Linked DNA regions of Mus musculus: region 1 is linked to region 2. The links are chromatin contacts, called in public Hi-C maps. All regions are on one chromosome and are shown on one strand. Each heading gives the region's core, a stretch centred on a gene start, on an enhancer-like site or on the middle of the called end of the contact. The rest is flanking DNA. Distances are from core to core; before and after follow the strand shown.

The links. Hi-C and Micro-C count contacts between places; a contact is called where the count stands out from the background.
Region 1: a contact with region 2 is called in a Hi-C map of the CH12 cell line, with 1.9 times the contacts expected there. The contact joins two enhancer-like sites. A contact is called at or near these places in 2 of 39 promoter capture datasets (embryonic stem cells and liver), 1 of 15 datasets of contacts at CTCF or cohesin (pro-B cells), 8 of 484 Hi-C or Micro-C datasets (the CH12 cell line and embryonic stem cells) and 1 of 115 datasets of contacts at active chromatin or transcription factors (CD8 T cells).

The regions. Positions count from the first base shown.
Region 1 is chr15:62,806,256-62,808,955 of GRCm38.p6, forward strand. No RefSeq gene overlaps it. Among named protein-coding and RNA genes, the nearest start is that of Gm22521, 14 kb to the left of the region's middle. Within about 2 kb of position 1,371, at least 20 of the 459 cell types and tissues checked have an H3K27ac peak or open chromatin away from gene starts, as enhancers often do. A contact at or near this core is called in the CH12 cell line, where this site is marked.
Region 2 is chr15:62,430,008-62,432,738 of GRCm38.p6, forward strand. No RefSeq gene overlaps it. Among named protein-coding and RNA genes, the nearest start is that of Gm41333, 240 kb to the right of the region's middle. Within about 2 kb of position 1,319, at least 11 of the 459 cell types and tissues checked have an H3K27ac peak or open chromatin away from gene starts, as enhancers often do. A contact at or near this core is called in the CH12 cell line, where this site is marked.

The sequences.
Region 1 (2,700 bases), core at 121-2,620, 380 kb after region 2:
CATCTGTACTGCCATTCTCAAGGCTCAAGTAAGATCGTAGGAGAGGGACAGAGAGAATATATAAAGTTAAAGGATAGGAAATAGTGTTGTAAAATGCTGTCTTTAGGACATGATGTGGACATTGTACTCATGAACTCACTGCAAATGATCAAGCCAACACAATGGGTCTACATTCTAACAGCCAGAACCCACTGAGATCAGGGGGTTAAGGAGACAGTGTGAAGTGGGGAGAAGAGAGTACTGGGAATGGATACCTTGGGGAGTTGGGAAGGAATAGTTGGGCATATCTGGGGTAAGTAGGAGAGAACAGTTAAGATGCATATGCCCAAGGTGCATCATTTCCATGCGTCAATCTGTCACAAGACAAATGAATGATATTCAATTTTAAAAAGAAACTTTCAACCAAAGAGTACCCATGGAGGGACCCATGGCTCCAGCTGCATACATAGCAAATAATGGCCTTGTTGGGCATCAATGGGAAAGGAGAGGCCCTTGGTCCTGTGAAGGCTCGATGCCCCAGTATAGGGGAATGCTAGGGAGTGGGTGGATAGGTGGGGGAACACCCTCATAGAAGCAGGAGGGAAGGGCTTGTAAAGGGAAAACTGGGAAGGGAGTTAACATTTGAAATGTAAATAAATAAAATAACCAATAAAAAATAAAGAAAAATAAAGAAACCTTTGTCAAGGCATGCACAACATGTCTCCATCATTAAACTTACCTTCCTTTGCCAAAAAGATTCATGAGATAGTGATCAGCACAGAGAGAAACACAAAGATGAGTAAGATGAATGTGTGCATGCACACACACACACACAGAGAGAGAGAGAGAGAGAGAGAGAGAGAGAGAGAGAGACAGACAGACAGACAGATAGACAGATGGACAGTCAGATAGACAGACAGACATAGTATTATATAATGTGCTGCATGATGCCCGGTACAAAGATTTTATCTATTTCCCAAGTGCACATGCACACTCACATGATCTCAATATGTAACATGTTTCTGTTCCTAGACCTAATATGTACCATCCACTAGCCTCAAAGCAAACACTTTTTAATTTCTCGTTTGGGAAAAATAAAACTAATCTAGGAGACAAAAGACAATACAGCAACATGGAGGACTCATCTATTTACAATTAGATATAGACTATGCTTTTTATTTTAGAATTAATATGCATCTCACTAATGCCCAAAATGAACTCACATTCTAAAGCTGGGTTAGGAGAAAGAGAAAGGGGAAGACCCCTGAGATCTGTGAATGACAAGGAAGAGGTGTGTTTGCACTTTTCACCAAGAAAGGCTTGAGAGAAGAATGCAAGCAATCCTTCTTGTGGAAACAGGGTAGTTCTCTGTGGTAAATCACCTGCCTGGGGCTTCCCCAGATCAAGAACACCGAGAAAGAGTTGCAAGCCCTTGACTAGAAAGACCATATTAGGGCTGAGGACCTAAAGTCCATCTGAATCTTATTGCTCTTATTGCTATTACATGCTCCTTTGAGGAGAGATTGTAAACATAATAACAATCATATTATCCCACTACCTCTTGAACAGATTATCTTTGCTGGTTGAATGTGTGTGTGTGTGTGTGTGTGTGTGTGTGTGTGTGTGTGTGTGTTTGCATGCACATTTTAGGAGAGTTTATTTACATTGGTGACTCTATTCCAGTGTATTTGACTCTTCTGTGATAAAAGAGGAACAGAAAAATGAGACTGAGAAAAGATAAGGTAAGAGTTGTCAGATCATCATTCCGGTAATTCTTTCTTCTAGACACCAGGCAAGGCAATGCACTTGGACCTAAAAACACACAGATCAGCAAAGCCTATTCTAGAGGCATCTATGGTCTAGATAGAGTAACCTAGGGCTTAGAGAGTATTATGAAAATGGTATCTATATTCTTAGGAATAAGGAAGGCACAGTGCTTAACACTGCATAGTTGCCCTATAGCAAGCAGAAACTAATCAGTATATTGCCAAAAGCCACAGGTGGCAATCCCTAGTTAGGGGATTCCCTAACTAGTTTGCTTTAGGCCATTACCTGGGTCCAGCTGGCCCAGCTGGCCCAGGTGTTGAGGTAGGGATGCACAGACATTCCTGTTAGTACTTCCTTCATGCAAATTCACATCCTCTCTTGATTAAAAAAAATCTCTATCAAATAAGTCTCTTGATAAAATTTTTTAAAGCAAATTCCTTTAAGGAAATGGATCAAGATATACTTCTAAACATATAAAAAGTGACGAAGTGACAATTTAGTAAGATATTAAAATCTTCAAACCCATGAACTTCCTGTTTTACTCTTCAAAAATGATTAAAGAAGACCGTGGTGTTGGAGACGATAATGATAGCCACCACAGTGTAGATAAAGTCAGTAAGAATAACAGGCATTGGAGGCATTCTCAGAGCTTCCTATGTCTAAGAATTTTGTATGCATTTCTGTGAGACCGTTATCCTGTTTCAGTTTTGCAGATAAAGAAATAGGACACTTGTTTGCCTCAGATCACACACATTTTCAAAAGGAGGACATGTGTTCAAATCTAAGTGTGCTTGACTGCAGAGTCTAAGTCCCTATCTGTTGTCTGCCCTGTGTGTGAAAGGAGATGCTGAGCTCTACTCCAAAGATCTCCACTACCTCATGGAGAAGTGAGGAAAGACAAGAAGGAAAATGAGGGGAAATGTCCTCTCAGAAGGGCAAAGAGGTAAAAGATTA
Region 2 (2,731 bases), core at 69-2,568:
TTTCCTATGAGTTCTGCATTGTCCTTTGGAGATACTACTTATTTTCTAAGGGACCAGCTACCTCTGAAGTATCATATGAGGTATATACACTCTATGCATTTTATGGTTTCATAAATATGAATGAAATTATGCCAGTTAAAAGTGACAAAGAAAATGGACTGAACTGGAGAACACCATGGTAAGAATAGTAGGCTGGTCTCATTGACAAATATCACATATTTTCTTTCATGTGTGGTAATTAGCTGGGCTTGAAAAAGAGGCAAAGGACATTAAAGTAAGAGAGAGATCTTTAGGGGTGTGAAGAAAGCAAAGAGGAAGGAGCAAGGGTAGTAAGAAATAGCCTCAGAAGGGTGAATATAATCAAAATATATCATATGCATGCGTAGAAATGCAACCCAATACTTTATACCATTCATAGAGATAGAGTTAACATGAAAGAGGAGGATATAACAGAAAGAGGGTACTCTGTGGCATCAGAATCTGGCCTGTCTTAACTAATGGAACATCGTTCACTAGGAAGATCCTGTCCTTTATCTTATAGACATAGTTCTTGACCTTTTATGGACAGAGTTGATTTAATTCAAATGAAATTCCTCCAGGTGATAGGCTCTATATTGAGACCTGAATAATTTCTCTGTGCTACATGACCAACATTCCACCGCCCTCTCCCTTCTCTCCTGCTTACTCAGTGATTCCTCAGACCTAAGCAGTGATTGCAGAAATCTGTATGGACTCTCATTTCCGCTTCCCATCTCCACTCTCTGTGCTGTATGGCACCATGTACAATGTAGACGTCTACTCACTGTTCTATAAACTTTTGTCATTTATGGAACACCCATGTCCTTTTTCACAGTAACAGTTCACTGTCTGTTTTATTATTTACTGAAATGAAATGATTTTTCCTTTTTAATAAGTATATTTGATTAGAAAAGTTGTGTATGTATAAATCATGACACATTTGGAATAGGAAGTTAAGAAGATTTCATGTTATACGTATATAGAGTAAAACTCTCGAAAGCAAATATAAAACTCTTACAACTAAAAATAGGTAATCACAGAGCATCTAAAATCAGGTGTGTCCCCCTTGAGTTGAGTATGCTGCCCTTTGGGAGCAACATCTAAACTCTTCATCACCCTCACCTACATCTCTTAAAACAGTGCTTGAAATCTCCACTTATTCTAAAATTCTGGGATGTACATGTGTGGAGAGCAATGGCTTCCATTTTGGGGGGCCTGCTGTGCACAAAGTCCCTGGGCTCTGCCTGTGTATGCACAAGGTCCCCAGGCTGTCTTCTGATGAGCAGAGATTCTCACTCACTTTGCATATGAGGAAGCAGCCTTGTGAAAGCAGACCAGGTGGCCCCCAAGCCACACCCTAGTCTGCAGCAGGCTTGAATGGCTTGTGGTACTCCTTGTATTTTACACAGGGGGTCCTGATGCACACCTGGGCTGGTTGTTGATTTTTTTTTTTTAGAGGAATTTTGCAGCCTGCTTGTTAAATCCTGACAGTATTAAAATTAAACTGTAGAAAACGGAAAGTAAATTACATTGAAGACAGAGGTAGTGAAGGTTGAAAATTTTTCCTTGTCATTTTTCTTTTCTTTAAGCCATAATGTTGAGGTCATTTCTATGCACTGCATATGTGTGATGGAAAAACAGTATTTGTACTGTTTGAACATTATGGTGTTCAGTGATATCACCTTGACAATTTGAAGTTGGTCATGATGAGACTTTTTATATTATAGAATATATATATATATAAATATATATATACTCTTTTACCCCTGATCTTCTCGAGGTCCTTGTTAAAATCAATCGTACAACAGGACCTCCAGGTGTCTTCACTGTCCCTCGTTTGGCTAGGGAGAGTGATCTTTCCCTCATATGATAAAAATTCACTGCAGGAAGTATGCTTGAGAATTCACTACGGCAGGCTGTCAGCTCCAGAATTAGATGTGGAACTAAGGGGAGATGAAAGTGCAAATGGTTTCTTAAAATGTCATGGCTTTGAATGATTTAGCGGAAATGTTGGGCCCATGTCAGAACCTTTTTTTTTTTTTTTAATGAGTAAGAAGAAAATTACAAGAACAAGCAGATTCAAGAGTGAAACCCATCTATGTCAGTATGTTGGCCCAAATGAATCACACATGTCAACAGACTACCCTTCTACTCACAAGTAAATGTTTTTGATGTAAAACACATTTCAGGCATTTCTCAGATGTTTTCCTCACTATGATGGGAGGCAACCCATTCAAAATGTTCTCATCTTACTATAACGTGCTGCTCATTCTTGCTATTAATATATAGAATTCTGGGATATTGATGAGTCAGTTAACTATTAATCTGCATTATTTCATTTAACAAGAATGGAGTAGAGGCTAAGGATGTAGCTCAGTTGGTAGAATGCTTGCCAGGCATGCATGAAGCCCTGGGTTCAGTCTCCAGCCCTACATGCATTAGTCATGATAGTGACTAGTAGAAGCAGAAAGAACTGCAGTGCAAGGTTACCTTTAAGAATGTAATGTAGTTATAGGCCAATGTGGGGTACATGAGACCCAGCTCAAAGCATAACAACAAACGACAAAAACTTGAAAACTATCATCAAGAGAATATAGTAATGGTTGTTTCCATTTCCATGTCGAGGGAAATAATGCTCATGAAGATGATACTCACTAAAGTTCATCAGTGAGCCCTGCCTGAATCTAAAGCCGGAGATTTAAGATCCCACATT